Linked DNA regions of Rattus norvegicus: region 1 is linked to region 2. The links are chromatin contacts, called in public Hi-C maps. All regions are on one chromosome and are shown on one strand. The core of a region is the stretch at or near the end of the contact, and the rest is flanking DNA. Distances in the headings are between cores, read along the strand shown. Region 1 has its middle 260 kb from the start of Asap1. Region 2 overlaps Asap1 (ArfGAP with SH3 domain, ankyrin repeat and PH domain 1).

The links. A called contact is a pair of places that touch in the nucleus more often than the background predicts.
Region 1: a Hi-C map of Schwann cells shows a contact between it and region 2, with 5 times the contacts expected there. The contact joins two enhancer-like sites. A contact is called at or near these places in 3 of 12 Hi-C or Micro-C datasets (Schwann cells, frontal cortex and mammary epithelial cells) and 1 of 1 datasets of contacts at active chromatin or transcription factors (oligodendrocytes).

Annotation. Positions count from the first base shown.
Region 1 is chr7:98,241,119-98,246,898 of GRCr8, reverse strand. No RefSeq gene overlaps it. Among named protein-coding and RNA genes, the nearest start is that of Asap1, 260 kb to the right of the region's middle. Within about 2 kb of position 3,493, at least 8 of the 93 cell types and tissues checked have an H3K27ac peak or open chromatin away from gene starts, as enhancers often do.
Region 2 is chr7:97,910,059-97,915,851 of GRCr8, reverse strand. The region is part of intron 2 of Asap1 (ArfGAP with SH3 domain, ankyrin repeat and PH domain 1); the gene reads left to right. Among named protein-coding and RNA genes, the nearest start is that of Asap1, 69 kb to the left of the region's middle. Within about 2 kb of position 2,846, at least 3 of the 93 cell types and tissues checked have an H3K27ac peak or open chromatin away from gene starts, as enhancers often do.

The sequences.
Region 1 (5,780 bases), core at 2,244-4,743, 330 kb before region 2:
GGTACAGCAAGGAAGGAAGGAATGGTTGATGAAGAAAACCAAAATCAATGGGAGGAGTCGGGAAGTAGCTACAAGGGAGTTGAACATTAAATTCAAATATTTTCCATTTAAAAGCCACTGCCTATAGAAACGAAGAAAGTAAGAATCTGAAATCGAATCCCACATGTTCAGGAATGACCAACCCTAAAGCAGCAGTTCTCAAGCTGTGGGTTGCAACCCCTTTGGGAGTCAGACAACCACAGACGTCGCCTAAGACCATCAGAAAACACAGATATTTACATTATGATTCATAACAGTAACAAAATTACAGTGATGAGGTAGCATTGAAATGATTTTATGGTCTTTATGGTCGGGGGCAGGAGTGTGACCAAAACTGAGGAACTGTATTAAAGGGCCGTAGCATTAGGAAGGTTGAGAACCACTATATTAAACAAAGGCCAGTACACAAGACTCTAATATGTGGAGTTCAAGCTGTGATTTTGCCATTTGTTCCCTGTTTAATTGAGTTGAAAATTACATACTATGTGTCTTTCATGGTGTCTGGCCCAGGCATGCTAACATCTACACTAATGTTCAAAAAGCTTCAGCCATCAAATCCTCCGAGACATCATGGAAGCATGAGAGAGGACTGTGAAAGCTTCGCCGAGACAAAGGGAGAGAATGGTTCATTTGTGCCAAGGGGGAGTGGTCTGCACTGTTGATTGGATAGTGACCGGCCAGGGGAGTGGCCTGCACTGGTGATTGAATAGTGATGGGTATAGGAGAGGGACAGAGAGAGCAAGCAGTCCAGATGGAGGGAGAAAATACCAGAGGAATGAGTAATCCTATGAGAATAACAACTTGGATTCAGAAGACAGGGAAGAAAGTGACCGGCAAGGGGCCAGGAAACTAAAGCCCCCGTTTGCCAAGACAGCTTGAGGGAAAGACTTCAAAAGACTTAGCTGGAGAGATCAGTAAGGGTTGATCTGTGCGAGTACAAGGGAGGGGACAGGCTCACCTAAGCAGCCATCTTGGTGATAAGGGTAGGAAGGAGGTGCAGGAGTAAGAGACCCTCAGGAGAGCACTGAGTTCCCTCACTCAGATGAGGGAAAGAAAGATGAGGACAATGAATGAGATTCAAGAGCAAGCCAAGTGTCTAGTCTGGAATGTAAAGGAAGTGAACTGCAAAGAGCAGGGAGACAAACCTAAGTTATTTTTTTCTTCAATAATTTATTTTTTATTCACTTTACATTCCCCCCTCCTTCCTTTCTTCCCAGTCCCACCTTCACAAATCCCTCCTCCACTGTCCCCTCCCCTTCTCCTCAAAGAACAGGGAGCCTCCCTTGGGTACCACCCCACCCTGGGCCATCCAGTCCCAGCAGGACTAAACGCCTCCTCTCCCACTGAGACCCAACCAAGCAGTCCAGTTAGGGGAAGGTGATCCAAAAGGAGGTAACAGAGTCATAAATAGCCCCTGCACTATTTATTAAGGGGCCCACATGAAGACCAAGCTGGACATATGCTACACATATGCAAAGGGTCTAGGTCCAGCCACTGCATGCTCTTTGGTTAGTGGCCCAATCTCTGTAAGCTCCCCTGAGTCCAGGTTCATTGACACTGTAGGCCTTTGTGTGGTGTCTTTGACCCCTCCTGCCAGTTCAATTCTGTTCCCCACTCTTCCACAACATTCTCAGAGGCCCCTCCTGATCTTTGGCTGTATTTCTCTGCATCTGTTTTCATCCACTGCTGGGATGAAGCTTCTCAAGAGACAGTTATGCCAGGCTCCTGTCTACAAGTATAGCAGAGCATCATTAATAGTGTCTGGGCTTGGCTATCACATGCACTGGGTCTCAAGCTGGTTGGCTCTTCCCCTCAGTCTCTACTGCATTTTTATCCCTGCACAGCTTATAGACAAATTGATGTCCCCATCCCGCCTTTGGAAGTTCTTCCTCTATACAGGAGGTTGAGAAGGTAAAAACTGTTGAGAGAGTTGTCAGAGCACTATGGGCTTGACCAGGATAAAGAGGTGGGTTGTATGACAACATAAAGGCATGTGAAGGACCCGAGATTAACTTGGTGATAGAGCATACATATGGCCCTATGCCCAAACCGCAGAGTAAACCAGTGAGACTCACCGAGAGAGGGAGAGGGAGGCAGGAGATATGAAAGGAGAGGAGAAGAGAAGAGCAAATGAGAGGGAAAGGAAGCAGAGAAAGAGAATATATATTTAATCCCTTGTTCTAGGTCTACTCTCTTGGAATTCCCCATATTAAGCTCAAGGCTATAGTCCACAATCTATGGTAACAATATGATTCATGGTGGGTGATATGATTCATGGTGGGGGACATACCACCACCTTGAAGACTGGGGTTTCAAGTCATGAAATTTGGTCTTTGAGGAACATTTGATCAATACCATTATAATGACGATGATGTTGGTAATAATTACAGCATCGTTGAGTCCTGTGAGAACTTCTGGGAAATAACACAGCCTGAAAGTCCTGGAAACTTCCTAACAGGTAGAGAAATGCAATGCCCATAGAAGCTGGAAGTCTGTTCAGGCAGGAACACGAATAATACCCAGCACTGTGCTGATAGCATAACTGATGTTGTCTTTTATAAACCTCAAGTAAGCCATCGTTTAAGAATAATTGCTTCTGTTTTGTAGGTGAGAGAGAATCATACGTGTGTGTCAACTGATGAGCCCAATACCTCACAATTATTATTCAAACCAGCTCCTCTGACTTCCAAGCAGATGCTGCCAAAATTGGGTGCACAATGAGGAACAAAGTTAATGCTGAATTTTTTAAATATTTATTTATTTATTTATTATATACAAATACAGTGTAGCTGTCTTTAGACACATCAGAAGAGGACATCAGACCTCATTACAGATGGTTGTGACCACCGTGTGGCTGCTGGGATTTCATCTCAGGACCTCTGGAAGAGCAGTCGGTGCTCTTAACTACTGAGCCATCTCTCCAGCCCTAATGCTGAATTTTTAACAATAGAGGTTTTTTTTTTTCATCTTGTTCGTTTTTCTGGTCTCCATATATCCTGGTATCCTGTGTTCCTATCCCTGCATTTGAGCAGCAGGTAAAACATTCAATGCTTATTGGATGATAAGAAAGATAACCCAGGGGGAAGAAAAACAAACAATGCACTCTGCTTTAAAAGCCTGACCCTCTTACAAAGACAAAAGGGCCTGTGTGGTGTGCAGTGAGCATGGACTGTGTTTCAGGCTCTCTGAGACCACAGGAAGCAGTTTGCCTGGACTGGAATAAGGACACAGAATTTATTAAAATGAGTGTCTTTTGTTTGCCCCAGGATAGCCTATGTGACAGTGAGATTGCCCACAGGTCAAAGCTCAGAATTCTTTGGAAGCAGAGGGGACATCTGTGCATTGGATGCATGTGTCTGTGAGGAAGCCAACCGAGTCCCCAAGTCTCACTGTGTCATCAGGCAGCAGAACGAGTCTGGAAATGGCTGTTCCTTTACAGCAGAATGAGGCCAAAACCAGTCATGTGTTCTCTGTCCCTAGCCAAAGGAGACTGACTCATGATCAGAGGCAGGAGAGGACACGGGCTGAAGCACAGATGGGAACATCACCTCTGGCAATAACAACACAGAATGCCTCTGCTCAGCACCTTAGAGATCAACAAAACGCAGGATCTGAGCTGCATCTCCTGACAAAAATGCCCAAAGGGGCTGAAATCATGCAATCACCTCTCTAGCCAGCAACAGCTTGAAATCAAAACTAGATTCCCCTGGGGAAATAAGCAAAGATCATTGCATTTCTAGCACATCTGAGGACATGGACCTAGACTGGTACCTGCTGCTCAGGCGTCTATAATTGGGGGGTCACCGTTTGGTGTTCCCTGGGGTTTCAGCACAATTCTACACAAGCACCACGGTGCCACATGGATGTCTTCATCAGCTGTTCTTTGAAGCAGATGGATCTACTGTGGGTGAGATCCCATAGGTAGCAACACTTCTGTTTAGTCTGCCAGGTCTTAGAAGTGGGTGTTTCTGCTACCACAGTCATGGTTTGCAATGGAGTCCTCTGCTGGACCATCTAAAGAGAGGCTGTCAGCACTGTGGATGGCTCCCTCAGAAGTAGGTGTTGTAGGGACCATATACCTGGACCATGGCAAATCTCTGCTGTGGCTGGGATTAGGACCTTGGCTGAGTAAGTCAGTCTTAGCTTTGGTTTCCTGTCCTAGAATAGATCTGATCATTTCTTCACTGATTAGTCACAGGCGTGAAGTGAGGAAGACAGGAGAGCCAAGATGGGAAAGGCTCAAAGGTGCAAAGGACCAGAGAGTAGCGTGACACAGTCCCGTTGTCCCCCTTTAGATCCTTCACACCTCTGCCTGCCATAAATTTCAAGGCTGCACCTTCCTTATTGGACCATGCATGCCTTCCCTAGAAGATCTCTCCAGTCTGCAAATTTCTTATATAAACCCGAGAAAACCTTCCCATAATATATATTGCCCCACAGGACTGACCCTATGTCCCTTTCTCCAACAGGGTAACCTGTCACACTTTCCCCCTGGACAGACCCACACTCTGTTCTTTCACTCACAGATCTTCTGGGTTTATTCTTGCTGTGCAAACACTGTTCCCACTGGCCTTTCACACTGACTGCTTCAAGCAGGGCACACATTAGAATTCAAGAGTCAACCTTAGCCCACAAAAAAATAAAACAGCCTTATTCGACTACATTGTTAGCATGTGCACCACCTCATTACTACCTGAATCACAATTGTTGGCAATATTTAAAACTGAATCCGGTAAGATCCTTGCACAGTGACAATGCCTTGTCTCTCCAAGCCCCGTGGTTCTTCTAGCCTCAGCTCTACCCTCTCTGCCTAGGCCCTTTGGGTTCCTACTACTCTCTCATTTCCCTTTGCTCTAATTCCATGCACCTACTTTAAAACACCTACTACATATTACAAAACATACAAGCAACGGCTTGTTTGGTCCACTTCAACAATCTGCAATAGCTGCCCTTTGTCCCTGTGTTTTGTACAGAAGTTGAAAGTCTAGGGATAAGTGTCTGCTCAACTAACACAGCCAGCAAAACAACCCTTCTTTTCTAGCCTCAAACCAGACCCAAGGCTATCCCATCATGCCAGTCACTTGCTTAACTTCCAATGAGTAATTCAGACTCTCGGATACTTTGAGAATAGAGAGGAGGCATCCTGATCAAGAGGTTTCAAGTGTCCCAGTCTCCGGAAAACAGGGGTGTGAAAGAATGACCTCCAACGGTTCCTCATATATTTATCTACTTGGTTACCAGTTGGAGAAACATCTCAGGGAGGATTAGGAGGTGTGACTTTATTGGATGAGGTGTGTCACTGGCAGTGGGCTTTGAGGTTTCTTACGTGTCGACAACATTCTCATGCTTGTGAGTCAAGATGTAAGCACTTAGCTACTGCTCTAGCTCCATGCCCTACCTTCTGCCCTGATCCCAACTATGATGGCTATGGACTCACCCTCCGAAACTGCCAGCCCCCAAAATAAACACTTTCGTTTATAAGTTACATTGGTTCTGTTATTTTAGCATAGCAACAGAAAAGCAACTAAGACAAAAAGGTTTCCCTCCTTAGTAAACAAACGCAGTTGACACGTCAGCTGTGTGTTTCACATGGTCGGTCTAAGCAGGAGCCCCCATTCTGTAGGGTAAAGCCTATCATTGAGCCTTTTAGGCAAAATCCAAGACCTCTGCATAAAAAGACATTTGTTTAACTTGGAAGACCAGAACCCTTCATGGCTCTGTGCCTCACTTCCTGCAATATG
Region 2 (5,793 bases), core at 1,597-4,096:
TCAGGGGACAGTGCTTATTTATACAATGTCAAGCCTGCATCACCAGGATCCTGTCCTTTCTTTAATTCCTGAGGGACATAGATGAGACCGAGAAGGACAGGGCTTCCTGGGCATTGACAATCTGGAACTTGGTAGTATAGGAAACTCAATAGGAAGATCTGAGTTCTCTCCAAGCCCTAACATTTACTGAGCTACTTGTCACTGTGGGAAGTTTACAGTGTACCTGAATCTGAAGTCTGTTGGAACTGAGCTAGTATTGCTCTATGTTTTATGACAGAGGGATCCGGCTGTTGTTGAGAATACTCATGTGCAGACTAATCCCTAATCAATAGAGACAGGAACTGTTTTCAACACCAGTCAAGCTTGCATTTGAAACTGGACTCACAGAGGAGGGAAACCCATGTGAACTGTGGCAGGGGAATTTTCCTGGGCTTCTGGGACCTCTCACGGTCTCTGATCACTCTGTGGAACAGTGGCTGACCACCAGGGCCTGCAGAACACTGGCTGACCACCAGGGCCTGTTTCAGAATCCATCAGGGTGACCTTTGAGCTTCAGTGTCCCCTGTAGGTAAGTTGGGAATAGCCTCTGCCCACTGTACATAATTGCCAAGTTAAATGGGATCCTGACTGCAACCCAAGGTGCACGGTGGGATTGTAGTTGTTGATCATAAGCCCTCTTTTGCAAGACAGAAATCTAGTCCTCCGTTCATTCACTTGATACTCATGCTTTGAGCTTTGGGTTCTGAGTATTCTGCATGCTTTTTCTCTCCTAACACCTTTAGAGAGAACAGTAGGAAACAGAAAGGTAGAATAGAAGGGTTTTTTTTGTCTCCAAACAAACCATGTTCTGCTCTTGCTGAGAACACTCTAGCGGTTTTATGTGACATGTTTAAATTAAGTTAAGCACAATCAGAAATAGAACAGGCTTTAGAAATATATTACATGAAATTGTACAAGTGCACTTGGGAAACACTTGTAGAAAGAACGCGAAGAAAACCGCCTTTCTTTCAGGGAGAATATGGTAACATGAGCCTAATAGAATAACACACGTAGTTAGACACATCACTGTTGCCTGGGGAGGACTTTCCCTCCCTGCAGTATTTCTTTAAGCTGATAGAAAACAGATCTGAGTTAACAAGTGAACTGCGTAAGGTTTCCTCAGGTACCTGTGATGGAATAGTGCATCCAGGATAGCATCACTATCTAAGGCCATACAGTAAAAGAGACCAATTTTGCAGGCCCACAAGGCTCAAGAGTAAAATCTTGTAGTTTGATTTCATTGTTTTTCTGCTCCTGTTACTGTGGCTGCTCCTTAGGACTAAGTGAAGGTTTTAGTCACTACATGCAGAGCACTAGTGCAGTGCCTGGCTAGGGATGGGTGCTTAAGTAGTAGGGTCCTGACCTTTACTCCAGTCTTGGTTTTCTCCATGGTAAACTTTGGATAATTAAAACTTGCATATGAAGTTGCCAAAAGGGTTCAAAAAGGGAACACAAGCTAGAAATACCAGAATTTCTATCTCCACATACAGGTTGTGTGTGTGTGTGTGTGTGTGTGTGTGTGTGTGTGTGTGTGTGTGTGTGTCCCATTTCTGTGTTTACAGTTATGGAAACCAAGACTCAGAGAAGTGAATCACTTTAATAAGGTCTGATAGCTGATGTGTGGCAGAGATATGAGCCCAAGTCATTCACATTTGAAAGTCACTCATAAATCATTGCTCCTTCCTGAGAATGGAATTCTTTGTTATATCCCCTAGAAGTTGTCTGGCTTAAAACATCCTTCTTTAGTTTGACCTTTGGTTCTAAGAAATTATTTGTGTGTTTCTGTATGTCTAGATACATATGTGGCTGTGTATGTGCGCGGTCAGAGGACAATTTGAGAGTGCTGTTCTCTACCCCTACCGTGGGTTCCACAGATTGAATCCAAGCTGTCAAGAGTTGGTGGCAAGGACTTAACTCTCTGGGCCATCTCATGGTGGCCCTCAATGATTGTTTCCCATCCTGACTGGAATTGATCCTCTTTGACCTTCTTGTTCACTTAACTTCCAAAATCTAGACTGATCACTAGGAAGTCTGGCCTCTTACAAGAATAAGCAAATCTTCCAAAGACTACTTCTTCCCACATCCGGGATTCCAGATTCTGGGAGTGTAGTCGTTCCTCCCTCTTACCTCCTCCCATCCTCCAGGTAACTAATTTAGAGATATCTGAGTTGCGGAATGAACGGAGATGCATTTATAGTCCTGCTTCATACAAGAGACGTTCAAAGAGAATAAACTCTGTGTCAACATCTTTACCTGCATCTTTTCTCATTTCTACTAACAATCTGATTGCCCTGATTTTACACACGAGAAAACAAGGCCAGGGGCAGAGTGGAGAAACTCAAGTTCCAGAAACTTGAAGCATTTTTCCTTTGCTGGTCCCACAAGGGATTTGATGAGTGCAGTGGCTGGCTAACGCTGTGGCTCAGAGTAGCAATGGGTTTCCAGGCTTCGAGAGCACCTTTGACTACCCACCTCCAGTTCTCCCAGTTTGGACCGCTGTCAGTCATCCTGCAAGCGAGCTCCTTTGGTTCCATAGTAGATGGGAGAGTGAAGCTTGTGAGTGGAAATATGACTCAGAGTCAATTCCCAGGTGACAGTGGTCAGCCCTGCTAATGCTGTCCAGAACAAGCTTGTACCTCTTGGTGCTTCAATTCAAGGACACAAAGCACCCTTGCAGGACGACTCTCTTGCCGCTGGGAGCAGTGCTTAGCAGAATGAGAGGCCTGGGGTAATAAACAGTCTTTGAGGGGGATTATAATGACGACAGTGTGGATGGTGCTTGCTTTATATAAGCTGAGTTCACAGAAGCTCGAGTCTATGTGCACGTGTTTTTTCTGGCTTTGGAGAGGATAAGTGTGTATTTCTGGGTAGCTCCCTGTAAAGAAACCCAGCCTTTCAGCTTTGCCCACGCCAGACTCTATTTGCTTTTAGATATCCAGGAATGGTGTTCAGGGTATTTGAGAGAACGGGAGGTACAGATGGTTTGCACTAGGGCATGGTCTCAAATTTAAAGAGGATTATGGTCCATGAACCCCAGAAATGGTGGGTTGAGGTGCGAAGCTTTGAAATTCTAATTGCAGAGCAGTCTAAGGAGGGATATACTTACCAGAGCACAATATCGCATTGTTCATATATTCCTCTCTTGGCTGGAGGAGGCAGGGGAGGAGCAGGTACATAACATAATCTTCGGAGGAAACTGAAACAGCATTGGATGGTGGTGGTTTGCGCTCTCTGGTGAATTCAGTCAGGAGAGAAATCCCTGGCTGTTTACTATTGCTGAGCTTAGCTTGCTGTAATACTCTTTACCTTTTCATCTTCAGAGCCAGGTGTACGCAGAAATCAGCTCCCGCTGGCAGGGCTCTGTGTGGTCATTTTTGACATACCTACCCTCTTATTTTAAGTCATGTCGCCCAAACCCAAGGTATCTGTATTAGAGAAGGCTCTGGAATCCAGGGCCTCTGGAAACAGACACACTTTTTCACTAAGTCTAGGCTCTGAACAACAGTTCATTCATATTTACTACTTATGACCCATTCAGAGGAGTGTTACCAGCCCAGTAGAAGGGGCAGGTACTAGATGACAGCTCTGAAGGTTGGGGGAAGGGGGAGAGGAGAGATACTGTACTTGCCAATACCAAAACCCAGACTGGCTTTTGGAGGAAAGTCCCAGTGTTTACTGGTTTGCTCTTGGTACTTTATGGGAGAGCATGAGATTACCAAGGCTCAGGGAGCTTAATTAGTCCAAGCTAATAAGGGTCATATTTGTTCCAACTTAGAGAATTTTCTAGATGCTGTGAGAAGTGAGGTTGGATTCCCTTCTGGGTTGTTCATACCTCAAAAGCTACATTTTGCAACCATGGCAACCAGTGTCCCTGCAGGCCTGGATGGTCAGCTGCCAATCTCCTCCTGCCTATTTTCTCCCTGAGAGCTTCACCCTCCAGGTATCCCAAAGCAAACTTTTAAAATTCTGAGGGAAGAAAGTACTCTTGTTTTATGTTTACCTCTTTATTCGCTGGTTTTTAATAGGAATGTCTCTAAGGGTCATTTTCTCACACTTTGCCAGGGAAGTGTCTCTTTGTGCTCATTCCCTTAGCAAGTTCCTTTATTTAGCAGGCTGAAACACTTCCCTGCATTAGAAAGCACTGGTAAGAACTTCAACAGATGCACAGTGCAGACCCAACTCGGCCAGGCCAGGGCGATAAACAGCACACATTTTAAACCATTTTTCCTATGCAGGAAGCAACCCCCCCTCAATGAACGTTTACTCAGTCTCCTGAGTGAGTGTCCCTGTCTTTACTTGCATGGGAGGCAATTGGCAGCCCAAGATTCTCAGCCAAGAGGGTACCAAGCGGTTTATTCATTCTTTTCTGCTCATTTTGGCGGAACCTTCTCTGAGCATGGTTTATGTATGGCTCTGTCATTTTCATACATATATCTCCTACTTCTCTGTATTGCCTATTGGTTTGATCCTCTGCTGCAGAGCAAATTCCAAGACAGCGGGAATGTTGCCTTTGCTGACATCCCTCATCTCAGAACTTGTCAGTTTATGGGGCGAACTATTTCCTTTTGACATGCAATCTTCCCCTTCCTGCGGTTCCCCATGAAAGACAAGTCCTTACAGTGGGTCCCCGAGCCACACGTGGACAGAAAAGCCAGTGAACACAACCTCTAGCTATATCCGATGGTAAGCAGGCAGGTCTGAGTGGGCCACAGTGCTCGCCTTCCAAAGTAGCTTGCACAGAAACCAGCCACAAGCTTTCAACGGCTCCTATAGGCCAATCCCAAGGGTGGTTTTTGTTGTACTGTTCTCAATATCTTCCAGTGAATGGTGAGAAATTAAACGGGTATTTTGGACTAACAACACTAGACATCTTGATAGGGCTGAATAGGTACTTTTCTCAAAGAAATTTAGTTCCTGCTTAGCAGGGAAGAGCATTTGCACCTGAAAAATACTTTTTTTGCATCTCCTGATCCTCAGCGGTCCTCTGGGGTAGGAAAAACCCAATTGCACATGGACAGATGAAAGTATTTTAAAACAACCCTTCCTGTCTCCTCTGCACAAGGCACAGCATTGGCGTTCAGAGGGCATCAGGGCTGCGCCCCCATTCCTCGGCCCGCGCAGGAGGGAGACGGTTTTCCGGGCCTCGCTTCCTGCACCCACTCGGGACTAAAAAAGAACACGAACAACTTTTTTTTTTTTTTTGGTCCCTCTCTTGCAAAAACGCTCGCGTAACCAGCTCGCTGAAGTAACCGCTCTGGGGGCGGCCGAGTGTGTGTGTGGGGCGCGGTTCCGGAGCCCCACAGGCACGAGCACTAGCGCGGGCGGCTGCGAGGTGGAGGCCGCGCGCGGGCCGGGAGGTGTCGGGGGAGAGGGGCGGGGCGGGCGCGGCGCGTGCGCAGAGCACTTCCGTGTTTGTTCCCGTGACTGGCGCGGGCGCGCCGCCCGCCGCGCCGCGGGAGCGAGCTCCCCAGTCAGTCGGGCCTTGCCGCTCCTCAGCTCCGCCAAGCGGTCCGTTCCGCCCCGCCCCGCCCCGTCCCGCCCCGCCCCGCCGCCCCTTGCGTGCGCTCGGGGAGGCGCGTCCCCGGCCGCAGCCTGCGCGCGCCGCTCGCAGTTTGAAGGGCGCTGCGCCGCTCGCTCCGCTCCTCTCCGCTCCGCTCCTCGCGCGCCAGGCCGGGCGCCGCGGCGGGTCGGGCTGCGCGCGTGGCGTTCATGAGCCGCCCGGCGGCCCCGGGAGCCTGCGCCGTGACTCACGCC